Regions from separate parts of the Zea mays genome. Here region 1 is linked to region 2. The links are chromatin contacts, called in public Hi-C maps. All regions are on one chromosome and are shown on one strand. The core of a region is the stretch at or near the end of the contact, and the rest is flanking DNA. Distances in the headings are between cores, read along the strand shown.

Region 1 (6,091 bases), core at 637-3,136, 380 kb after region 2:
CATAAGAAACTACGGAGCAGAAGCATGGTAAAAATAGCCATAAAAGATTTCCTGTCTACGGTGTGCTAAGAGTTTAGCATCAAAGAGATGTGTTACGACAAAAGAAACTGACCTGTCATAGCTTCTGTCATAATCAGGATCCTTGCGCTCTGACTCACGATCTCTGAAAATTGCAACCCTATTGTTCTGCTTGTTTCTATTGACTGCAGGCTCCTTATCAATCTTGCTTCTATTTGACCTGCTGCTAGCTGAAGTGGTAGTCAAGCTCCTCTCAAGAGTAATTTCAGCCCCTTGACCTATTCTATTGCTTGAGTTCAACTCCAAGGAAGTGGACCTGTGAAGAGTACTGGGTAAAGTCACTTCCTCAGCTGATCTCTCATCAGTAGCAGTACTGCTATTGCTGTTGTTAAATATCCGCGCTCGTGCCTTGTTGTATTCCTCTTTTCTTTCTTCGACGCTTTTTTGGAGGTTGTCTCTAGAAGAGTGAGCACTTGAGCTGTTCATGCCATGTAAATTCTTTTGAGGCCTCTGTTTAATAGCTACTTTCGCCACAGAGATGTCTTCTTGTGGCAGGTTAACTGGAATATCTGCAAGGCGGACAGCAGGCAGTCGGCAGTCGAATGTTGTCTTACGGAGGATGATACGTGAACCAGTTCCATCAGGCAAACTGTTGTCTGGTATGGCAATGGACTGCAGGAAGTAATGCTGCGCCAGGCGATGTGCAGCAAGACGCAGATACGAAGTTGGAAGGCCATTGAATTCATACTCTGTACGACTAGGGTCATGAATGAACTTCAAAATTTCTTGCTCCATTCTTAGCACTGCAGAAAGGAATAGACTGGGGTCAAATACAAGGACTAGGCGTATTTTGTCGATTAATATTAAAGCATTAGGCAATGGAACAGTCAAAATGTAAAGTTCCAGTTGGTGATAATTGGGTTAAATAGTAGAACCACGCGACCATCAGATGCACAAGCTGCTTGGAACAAACACTTGCAATTCATAATTTTCGGAACGGGATTTTACTATCTGATGGCTGTACAAAATCTCTTATCCCATGGGACCAGCATGTTTGCACAGGTGAAAAGGACATAAACTGTATGGAAAACACCAGTCACATTTTCCAGATACCTCACTATAGTGGCAAGCCATAAGGGATGAAGTACATAAAGATAGCACACAGTATATAATTAAGACCAAGAATACATGTACCCTATGAATAAAGCAGCTAGCCGCCTGCGCACATCTCAAAACAAGCAAGGAACACTCTGCACGAATTCTAAGCTAACATTTTTGTCGCCCAATCAAGTTAACGCATAACAAACAAATGGAATGGTAAACTAACTGCGGAGGAGGCGTTAATTTTACCAGAAAGCCTCTCCCTTGGCTTCTCGAGGGCCTCTCGTAGGAACTGATCGACCTGGGCTACCACATCCTCGCGCGCATCTGAGGGAGCCGAAGGCGCGCCCTGCGGCTGCAGTGTGGGCGGCGGCTGGGGCGGGTCCTGGTCGTCAGCGAAGTCCGGCGAAGAGGACACGCGTCGCGCGGAGAGGATGAGCCGACTCATGGGCCCGTCTATGTCGGCCGTCTCCCACGAGTCCGGCGCAGCGGCTGCGGCGTCCTCGGCTGCGGGCTCCATGTCTTTACGTGCGCGTGCGATCCGGAGCTAGAGAGCGGAGGGACGGCGGGCGGAGAAGCTGGAGCTAGAAACGAGGGCGGCCATGGGGCCGGGGCGCCGGGATCTGGAGGAGGAAGCGCAGCTAGGGTTTGGTTCTGCGGTGCAGGTGTTGGGAGGAACCCGAACGCGGTGGAGATAGGAATCTAGGCGAAGGCGAGGGAGGATAGGGTGTGCAGTGAAGTTACGATGTTGCCCTTGCGGTATTACCATGTGCGCTGATGAGGCCGATTTTTTAGCTCTTTTTTCGGGGAAAAATCATGTTTGCCCCCTGAACGACTTAATAGTGTTTTTGACTATTTGCTCGATATCATAGACCATATCGTGGAGATAACACATATCGGCATCATAAGCCATGCATCGAACAAAGGGACACGCTAGCGGCTGACATGATCTAGCTCGACGTCACAGATCTTAGAGCCGAGCTAGGCAGCCTTAATAAATCCCCTACTTCCCTGGGCGAGAGCTACTCCCGACCATTCTTCTTCTTCCTCATTTCCTTCGTTTTCCATATCTCCCAACGGACTCCAATCTTCGTTTTCGAGTCTGAAAGCTTCGTTTCGGTCTATACAACTTGAAGAGCAATGTATGGTGTCTCACTGATTTATTTATTATATATATATATATATATTAAGAGCTCTGGGCTTCCAATAACTAGAGGAAGTCCAGGTCGGACGGTGCAATCCGGTCGAGCCGGACCACATCCAGACGTCTATAAAACAGGATCGGGAGTGGTAGGGTTCAGTTTTTTACGCTCCACCCTGATTCATTAGCGACGCCGCGTGCGACGACGACGGTTGCCCTAGAGCGTGCGCGGCGGTGGACCCCCAGCCGGTGGCCGCAACTCCATGACCTCGACGCGCGGTGGCGGAGGTTCCTCGATCTGGAGTAGTGGCGGCGGTTCCCAGGTCGGTGGCGGCGGCTCCCCGATCCAGAGGGCGAGCGACAGCGGTGCCCTTGTGCGGGCAAACGGCGGCGTCCCCGAGGCCTCGAGGAGGCGGCACTTCCAAAGCCGGCGAGCAAGCGACGCCCGTCAACGTGCGAGTAGCGACGACGACTCATGAGACGCGATGTTCGAGCGAGCGGCGTCACGGAAGGCATGAGATGCGCGCAGCGATGATCGTGCGTGACATCTTCCGATCCGGCGCAGTTTCTTTTCGATTATTGTGTTTTATGCCTATCACATGTATTATTTATGCTAAAAATTGTACGATTTTATGCTTGAACACGGAGTTCGTATATCAGTTTACTGCATGCACATTGGAAAGACAATTCCTTAATTTATGTTGTTCGTAATTTGCGCGCATGCAATGGAAACTCCCACGATTTTTGCCATAATTTTTGGATTTGTATAAAAATAGAAACCGCATGCATGCGGCTGCCATGTTTTTCGGATCTGATATAAAAATAGGATCGTAATAACAACCTACTAGAGCTATCAACCTCTCAAATTGACTCGGTATTTACGCTTATAATTGAGGGATTTTATACTCAAAACTTAAGGTTTTTACGCTCCACCCAGAGATTTGTCCACCAGTGAATAACATGCCAGATTTTTTACGCAGTGTAAGGAATTACATAAATACCTACAGTGTAATATAATTTGTTTCAGTATATATCATAAACTAGTTCTAATGCGTTTAGCTGCATAGATGTTAGAGAGATCCTATATTTATGAAGGAAATAAAACATTAAATGCGATTTTTTGTTTCTATGAATGCAATTCATTTCCTTTCATTGCATATTCTTTTCATCATAAATTCATGTGCATGCAGCTGGTAACAGATTTTTACGCAGTATACCGAATTGCATAATTATCTACACAGTGTAGCATATTTAGTATAAGTATATATCATAAAATGGTCATTGCGAGTCTAGCTGCATGGCTGTTGCAGCGATCCTAAATTTTTGGAGGAAATAAAGAATTTAAAATAGAAACCGACACACATATCTTTCCTAAATTTATGCGCATGCAAGGAAACATGCTTGGCTCATGCATGCATTTTGCCATAATTTTTGGATCTGTATAAAAATATAAACCGCATGCATGCGGCTGCCATGTTTTTCGGATCTGCCATAAAAATAGGATCATAATAACAACCTACTAGAGCTATCAACCTCTCACATTGGCTCGGTATTTACGCTTATAATTGAGGAATTTTATGCTTAAAACTTAAACTTTTTACGCTCCAACCCGGAGATACGTCCACCAGTGAACAACATGCCAGATTTTTTACGCAGTGTATCGAATTGCATAAATACCTACACCGTGTAGTATAATTTGTATCAGTATATATGATAAACTAGTTATAATGTGTTTAGCTGCATGGCTGTTGAAGGTATCCTATATTTATGAAGGAAATAAAACATTAAATATATTTTTTTATTTTTATGCGTGCAATTCATTTCCTTTCATTGCACATTCTTTCCATCATAAATTCGTGCGCATGCAATTGGTAATAGATTTTTATGCAGTATACCTAATTGCATAATTATCTACACAATGTAGCATATTTAGTATCAGTATATGTCATAAAATAGTCCTTACGAGTCTAGCTGCATGGCTGTTACAGCGAACTTAAAATTATGGAGTAAATAAAGCATTTAAAAATAGAAATCGCCACACATATCTTTCCTAAATTTACGCGCATGCAAGGAACGTGTTTGACTCATGCATTCATTCTTTTTTTGCGCGTATGGGGCGGGTGGCGCACCCAACAGCCTGGTTGAGTCGGCGCGTTGTGTTCAACCATGTTGCAGGGTGGTCGGCCTGGGCTTCTTTTAACTATTGGAAGCCCAGGGCTCCCGTTATACCTGCCCTATATATATATATATATATATATATATATATATATATATATATATATATATATATATATATATATATATTGCTTCCTGTGGTTCTTTAGGGTTTAGATTAATTAGGTTTGATTGGTGGACATATGATGGAAAACATGTATCGTGAGCAGTTGTGGCGGACGAGAGTATTGGTGCCACTGTGTTGAGAACATGTTGCAGTGCTCTCTGCACAGGTGCGGACGGTCCGCAGCCAGGGGTCGGATAGTCCGCGACCTGGTGCAGGGCTCGGGTTCCCTGCCGGACGGTCCGTGCCTAGAGGCCGGACGGCCCGCGCGTGCGTAGGGGCACCGGAGTTCGCCGGCGACGCCTGAATCTCGCTCCCGAGAGGGACCCCGTCGGGGAGGAGAGATCCTAGGCTTCGTCTAGGGTCGGCAGACCACCCTAGACACCTCTAATCGACGTAGAGCCGAAGAGAAACGAAGAATTTGGGGTACGGAAAACTAATCTAGAGCTAAACTAGAACTACTCCTAATGCATAAGTAAAACGAGAAATAGAATTGATTTGATCGATTGTGGGGGTTCAATCAGTCGTAGCCCTTCATCTATATAAAGGGGGGTCTGGATCCGCTACAAGTTGTTTCCCGAGCTAATCCTGTGGTTTTAGGTAACAAATCCCGTGAGAAACTCGAAACCCTAACTGACTCTGCGCACACGCGGACCGTCCGCGCGGTCGTTTCTGGTGCTCAACATATGCCCCCTGCCTTTTGGTGGAGGTTGACGAACCAAAAGCATATGAACTAAGCCTAATGCAAGCCACCGGCTTTTTCGATCCAATATGGCGATCATTCAATAGAGCCCCAATGCGTAAATATCGTTTAAGACTGCATCTTTCTCGACCGTGATCATTTCATCAATGGATCAAAAAGGATTAGAATGGAGATGCCCCCCAGCCTGAATAGACAAAGGGAGTACGCATGTACCATGGGTTCAACATCGTACCATTCCATATTTGAACAGGACAATACATCGATGATGAGTAGGTGGTGGGAAGCATCCTGGCATAACAGGATGAACAGGCGATGCTTGTTGCGTCGTCTTTCGGGTTGTTTTACTCGGCCGTTTTGTTTTAGTGGGTGACAGGGTGTAACACCCTGAATTTGGGGGTATAAAATTTCTTTTCGAATATTCACCAAATTCAGGTGTTACCCTCTCTTTATCATCTTCTTTTCTATTTTTTCCATTGGTTAAAAGCAAATCAATTTTGGTTGTTAAATCCATTAGAGTAGAGAGTTTTTTTTAAAAGAAAATAATGTTGTGAAAAAATTAGCCTTTGAGTAATATAAAACTTTAATCAACGGTTAATGCATTTATTTTTAGAGCATGACTTTTGTTTGTTAATTAATTTCCAAAGGTTTATTTGTATTCGATTTATTTTTATAAAAACCCAGTTTATTTAAATAAATAGGATTTACCCTAATTATTCTTTTGAAATTGTTTTTTTATTATTTATAATTTATTATATTTTCAGAATATTCTAATATGTATATTTAGAAAAAAGGAACAAAAGAAAAGAAATAAATAAAAGGGAAATCAACCCCCTCTCCCTTTCAGCCCGCT
Region 2 (6,278 bases), core at 1,247-3,746:
ATTCACAAAAACCAGACCAAAAGTTGTAGAAACCCATACATATCCTTTTACATGAAATGTAACAAAGAAATAACATGTACAGTTTCCTTTAAAAACTTAATAACAAATCTACAACCTTCGTGTGTCTTGGGAGGTTTGGAAGCACAAGAACTCTTGTGTTTTTGAGGGGGCTCAACCTAGCATTCTTGTCTTACTTCAAACCATTAGGAATGAGTGTGGTTTATGGTGCGCAGCGGGTGCGTCAAGCCTCATCGAGTTCCTATTGAGGTCGTTGATCCCAGTGGCGAATGTTCTGTTGGATAAGGTCATTGATCACAGCAGCTTAGGCGCTGGTGATCTTTTGGTCTAGTTCCTTCACTGTTTTGTGGCTCTAGTGGTGTTTTTAGTTTTCTGTGTTGGGCCTTTCCACAGTCTGTTGTACTATCTTTTCCTACCTTAATGAAATGACACACAACTCTGCTGTGTAGTTTAAAAAAAAGAATAACAAATCGATAACCTGTAAGCAAGTTACTTCAAATACTACATAAATACGTGATCACGGTTAAAGCAAGTTCAGGAAATTGGCAGAGTAAGAAGCAATTTGTTGAACATAACTTACTTTATTCCAGAATGCAGCGAGAAGGTCTCTATTCTTTGGAAAATCCTGCAGAGCATGAACAAATATGGCATGCCAACGTATGACAATGTGACAGAGAAGCAGATTCATAGGGAAAAATGACTATGTAAAATAAATGAAGTTCAGTATGACAACAGTCAACAAACACTTTACCACCGATTATAGTTGTATAAAGATGTTAAAACTAGTATAACTGGGAAAAAGATTAATGTTATACAGGGACTGAAGGCTTTCAATAATTCAAGATATTAATTAGCAATTTTGTGATTACTGTTAGATTGTTGTACAAACTTTCTATATATTATCAGACAGCTGAGTTCTGGATATCCCAAATTTCATATACTAAAAGTGAAAAGTCTCATTTTGAATGGTCAGGTTATATCTGATGTGGCCTCATCATAGACGTGGGTAATATCTGATGTGGCATCATCATAGACGCGGGTTATCCAACTAGTGATGTGTCTCGAACGAACAAAAAAAATGTTCTTCACACAGATAGGTAAAGGTAAATCAGCTAGTCTTTTTCTTCCCCTTGAATTAGCAGGAGAGCAGGGTATCATTGTATAGAAGGAAAGGTGGAAGAAGACTCATACAAGCCATAATTCTTACAAGGGTACTTATCATAAAAATAGAAACTACGACCAGCGACCCATAAGAATCCATAGAAATTATGGTTCAGCTAGTCTTTCAGCAACATTAGAAAAGGAAATGAACAACGATAAAAATTTTGACTCGGGAAGCAAGCCAATTCACAACTTGATGACTTGTTAAATGGATCATGCGTTATGAAAATATAAATACCCACGTCATCGCAAAAACCAGGTATGTGCTGTTGAAGCAGTTTGGTGTGATGACCAAGGTCACAGGCTCAAAAGCTCAAGGCCGACTTCCTACCTTGTTAATTTAGAAAGACATGCAGCTCACCTGCCTCACCATACTTCCCCCATCTGTCTAACTACTATGGCAAGCAAGTTGGTACAGAATTGGAAGGAAAAAGACAAGCACAAATCACATACCCTATCTATCTTGAGGGATCTACGATGAACACGTGTGTGCCTCCGGAAGTTGATTGCAGAACAGAATTCTCTGGAGCACTTGGTACACTTGTCCAACTGCACCTTAGGAGGCGAGAACAACGGCCACCCTGGAAGATCTGGAGATCAAAAGGGAAAAGAAGCATACAGGTTTAGATTGCTGAGAAGGGGAATTTCTTCTGCCTATCCAACAACACCTACTGGAGCTGCCTGCCTATATCATCACAACTGAAACGAATACCAGATTTCTGAAAAGACATACATTTCTCGGTCTCACCATTTGCCTTTGCAGCAGCCTGTGCGAGCGCAGCAACAGCGTCCGGGATTTTGAGGGGTTGGATTTGGCCGGACGTGGTGATGATATCCCTCGCGGTCTCTGCACTGTCCTTGCTGGAGAGATGGCTGGATTTCCTGGACGCGTTCATCTCCGACTGCACACAGGGGTGCGGTAAAAAAAAAATCAATCTGTCAAAGTTACTGTAGGCATCACGTATACACTTGTAATAACTGATCCAGATCCAAATTTACATCAGGGCTTGGAGCGCTCGGTTTTTCGCACAGGGGGAAAGGGAGAGAAGGGGGGCGGGCGTACCTGGTGGCGGGGTGCTCGCCTGCAGAAGCGCGGGGGGCGCTCGTCCCAGTCGTCGTCGCAAGGAAAGGAAGGCCAAAGAGGAGAGAGATGAACGGGAGAGGGAAAACAAAAGGAGATAGTGAACAATAATGCCGATTGTTCAGGCGTGCAGGGCGCTTTTTCATCCACCGTCCTTCCTGATCGGACGAGCGAATGAAGACGAGGGGCGAGGGTTGTGTTGTCTCCTCCCCTCTCTTTCAACAGACCACATAGGCCCACAAAATGTACTAGCACACCTTTCCAGTCGATCGCGGGAACAGTGACCAGCAAGATCTGCGGCAGGCCGCGTGCCCCGCTGCCAAAGTGTTCGACGAAATCCCTCGCCGCGCACCAACACTAATCCTTCCCCCTCATCGATCTCCAGCCGCGGTTAATTGCATCTGATCTCCACTCGGCTCACGTCGCTGGCGCTACGCCCTTTTCGGATGTGTGGCAGCTGCCTCACCATGCTTCGCTTGGTTCTGCTGCATGCGCGCCGCCTTGCCATGGCTCATGCACTGAGGTGCTCCAAAGGTTTATATATATTTCTGTTCTACAGTCCTCTTCCTGCTCCCTCAATCCATGGATTGAATTGCCACTGATTTAATGGTACTTAGCTGATGAAACTTGATTCCAAATTTACTGCTGCTTTTTTTGGCTGAAATCTGGAATATGTGTCTGCTGAAAGCATCTAAAGGCCGTTTGGTTTTAGTAATTAATATCATAAGATTATGTTAACCAATGTGTGTTTTGCAGCTATACGATAAATTAAATAATAATAATAATAATATATGATAAATGGGTTTAAAAGATTTTAATGTCTTTGTTGATCAAAGTCAATGAACGGTTTTAAAAATAATAATTGAAAAGGTCAAAGATCAACTAGTTTTAAGTGATAATGAAGATGTTAGACATTTATTTTCTTTTAATTGTACTATAAAGAGGGGGCATGAGATGGATAACCTGATCTAATCAAGTCTAGATAGGTGTAGTAGTGCACATTTGTGAAAACTAGTGTTAGATAACCCAAGATAGCCAATACGACGTTTAGAGGAGAAATCAAATCAAAAAATAGATGAAAAGCACACAAATTGGACAATTTCAACGAATACAACACCAGATAGAAAATGTGCTCCGTACTGAATCTAAAACTCGCCAAAGTGTCTGGTGTGCACCTGATATATGACACCAAACATAGCACCTAAAGTGCTTGCAATCAATCCTTTTGCACATATAAAGTCATCAGTGTGTCCAGTGATGCACATGATAGAACACCCAGAGGCCATGTAAACTGTGTATTTGACCCCAAGTATTCACCTGACATGTCTAGTGTATCACCCAATGTGGCACTGGACATGATACTCAGAGAGCATGTTTAACGTGTCTATATTTGTGTTGCACTCGCCATACATGTTCGTGTTGCATCGGTGTTGTGGCACTGTATACTAGACATAGTAACGACTAGTTTTAGAACTAGTTGTTAGAGAGGCATCAATTTGTCTGATGCAAAGGGAATGTTGGCATCGGACATGTCTGGTGCCACGGAAATCATGAGTGGTGTTCCAAAGCTAGTTTGACTTTTTAGAGCTATTTATACCCTTCATATCAACATTATGAGGCATTTGTCCCTTCTAATAGAATAAGTAGCCTTTTAAGAGAAAGGAAGACCCTTCGCATCGTGAGGAGATTTGAGAAGTGCTAATCTTACGGCAGCAATCTTATTAGTGAATAGAGAGAGAATTGTGTGCATCCACCACACACATTAGCTTTGTCTTGGTCAAGTGAAAATCTAGTGCTCGTTACTCTTGATGATCGACATCATTTAGATAGCTTAGTGGTGATTGAAGTGCAGTCATCACCCGAAGAATTTGTGGGTGACCCCAACTTGAGTGTTGCACGAACTAAGTGAGAACGATACCTTGCGCGGATACTGCAACGAGAACTAGTGAAGAATGTTGACTCTTTAATACCTCAACAAAAACTTAAGATGTCTTATGAACCCTTGCTTTACTTTCTGCTATTACATTTAAGCAATTTACTTTGAATATTTACATCAAGTATTGCCATGTATAAGGTTTGAATTGGTATACTAGGCTCTTTGTGAACACTTTAGTCATTGGAGTGAGGTTGAGCTTGTTTTTAAGATTTAATTATTGCAAGAATTTTTTAGAGAATACCAGTTCATCCACCTCACCTTGTCCATTTTCACAGTTTTTTTCTTTTGAAAAAAAAAAACTCTTCGCTGATGATTGACACTTCTTTCTCACACCATTAATTCAAGGAACATGCATCAGCAGTACCGTTTCGTGTAATAAATCTTGAACAAAACGTGCATAGTCAGATTTATATTACCGTCTACCAATATACACATAATATTTCTGCATCCTGCAAGGGACACTGAACATGAGTAGGTGCAGATTTCCCAAAAAATAACCGTGCACCATCATCATCTTGGCTAACCAATTGCTGCTTCATATGTAGCATGATTTCTGTCTGCTCCATCTCTTGTTTCTCTACTGTACTACCCCTGAATACTTATATTCTAGTAATGCACATCAATTCTTAGATTTTTGCTTATCTATATCTAATCACAAGAAGAATCACTAGCTACCCCTACTGTGTTTCATGGCATCTGCAGGCTACAGCAAGGCATGTACTGGGAGGTGCATACATACAGTAAATTCAGCTGGCATGGGAATTCCATTTCCAGGATTTACTAGCTGGGTTTACCATAGCCCGTAGGATGTCGAGCGATCTCCACTCGGCATCGGACGTGATCGCCGGTCGCCGCCTCCTCTCCAGGCTGCAGCACCTGAGCGCCAGCTTCATGAGCTTCTCGGCCTGCACCTCCGGCCAGGGCCCGGCGGACGCGTCCAGCACGCTGTGCACGGCGTCCATCTTCACCGCCTCGCGCGCCTGCTCCGCGACGTTGAGATCCAGCAGCCCCGTGAGCATCTGCAGAATCACCATGCCGAACGCGTACACGTCCGACTCCGTTGTGAGCTCGCCGGTCATGAAGAACACGGGGTCCATGTACCCCGCCGTGCCCATCGGGTTCGTGCGGCGGCCGATGGTCTCCTCCTCCAGCGGTTTCACGTGCACCGCCCGCGCCGTCCCGAAGTCTCCCAGCCGGCTCGCGTTGCCGGCGTCCAGGAGGATGTTGGTCAGCTTCACGTCGGCGTGGATGATGGCGTGGGGCCGCCTGGAGTGGAGGTACGCCAGCGCAGAGCGCAGCTCGCCGAGGATCCTGACGCGGTCCTTCCACAGGAGGCCCTTGGAGAGCCTGTCCTTGAGCGTGCCGTTGGGGAGGTGCTCGTACACCAGGCCGCACGACTCCGGGCACACGCCAATCAGCCTCACGATGTGTGGGTGCTCCAATTTGCTCAGCACCACCACCTGAGGATCAGAGCACCCCCAGTGCGATTATGGTATGCCATTTACGCCTTTTAACTCTACTTCTTATTAATATATATATTTTAAGAATTACCTCTTGCTGATACTCTGAGAAACCTTGTCTACCACGAGGCTTCAGCAGCTTAATAGCCACTGATGTGCTGCCCACTTTTCCCTTGTAGACTGGGCCATAACCTCCTCCTCCGATGAAATTTCTTGAGTGGAAGTTGTCGGTCGCCTTTTCGATTTGCGACATCGAGAATTGTTCAATGTTCTCTGGAATCTGCAGCTCTGGATATCTAGGCTCTGATAGACTCTTTCGCTTCAGTGACGCAGCCATTTGTCTAGGTGACAAGCTCCTCTCGTCGTGATTACGCTCCTCTCCTTGCAGCTGTTTCAGTTTCTTTTGCAGCCGGTCTATTTCCTCCTGATCAAACAAAACAAGAGTTGCTGAACACCCATGCTTATATGATGCACTAGGTGATTTTTATTTTCTTTTTATCGTCAGCGTTAAGTAGATCCAATACTTTAGTGCTATCATGTGAGTATGTGACCGACATTTTAATCCATATAATCTGTATCACTTATTTCTCTGAACCCTGCCACCTGATCTTCTCTTACCTAT

Evidence for each region. A called contact is a pair of places that touch in the nucleus more often than the background predicts.
Region 1: a Hi-C map of bundle sheath shows a contact between it and region 2, with 3 times the contacts expected there. The contact joins the promoter of LOC103647263 here to the promoter of LOC100381642 in region 2. A contact is called at or near these places in 3 of 25 Hi-C or Micro-C datasets (bundle sheath, ear and leaf).

What each region holds. Positions count from the first base shown.
Region 1 is chr2:169,730,573-169,736,663 of Zm-B73-REFERENCE-NAM-5.0, forward strand. It overlaps LOC103647263 (Single-stranded nucleic acid binding R3H protein), which reads right to left and starts at 1,887. Exons shown (of 5, transcript XM_008671815.4): 1 at 1,369-1,887; 2 at 113-821. The coding sequence starts at 1,639.
Region 2 is chr2:169,349,763-169,356,040 of Zm-B73-REFERENCE-NAM-5.0, forward strand. LOC100381642 (C2H2-like zinc finger protein) reads right to left here and starts at 2,497. Exons shown (of 10, transcript NM_001174457.1): 1 at 2,243-2,497; 2 at 1,928-2,081; 3 at 1,633-1,769; 4 at 599-643. The coding sequence starts at 2,075. It overlaps LOC100280107, which reads right to left. Exons shown (of 10, transcript NM_001361022.1): 9 at 5,748-6,080; 10 at 4,638-5,656. The coding sequence ends at 4,943.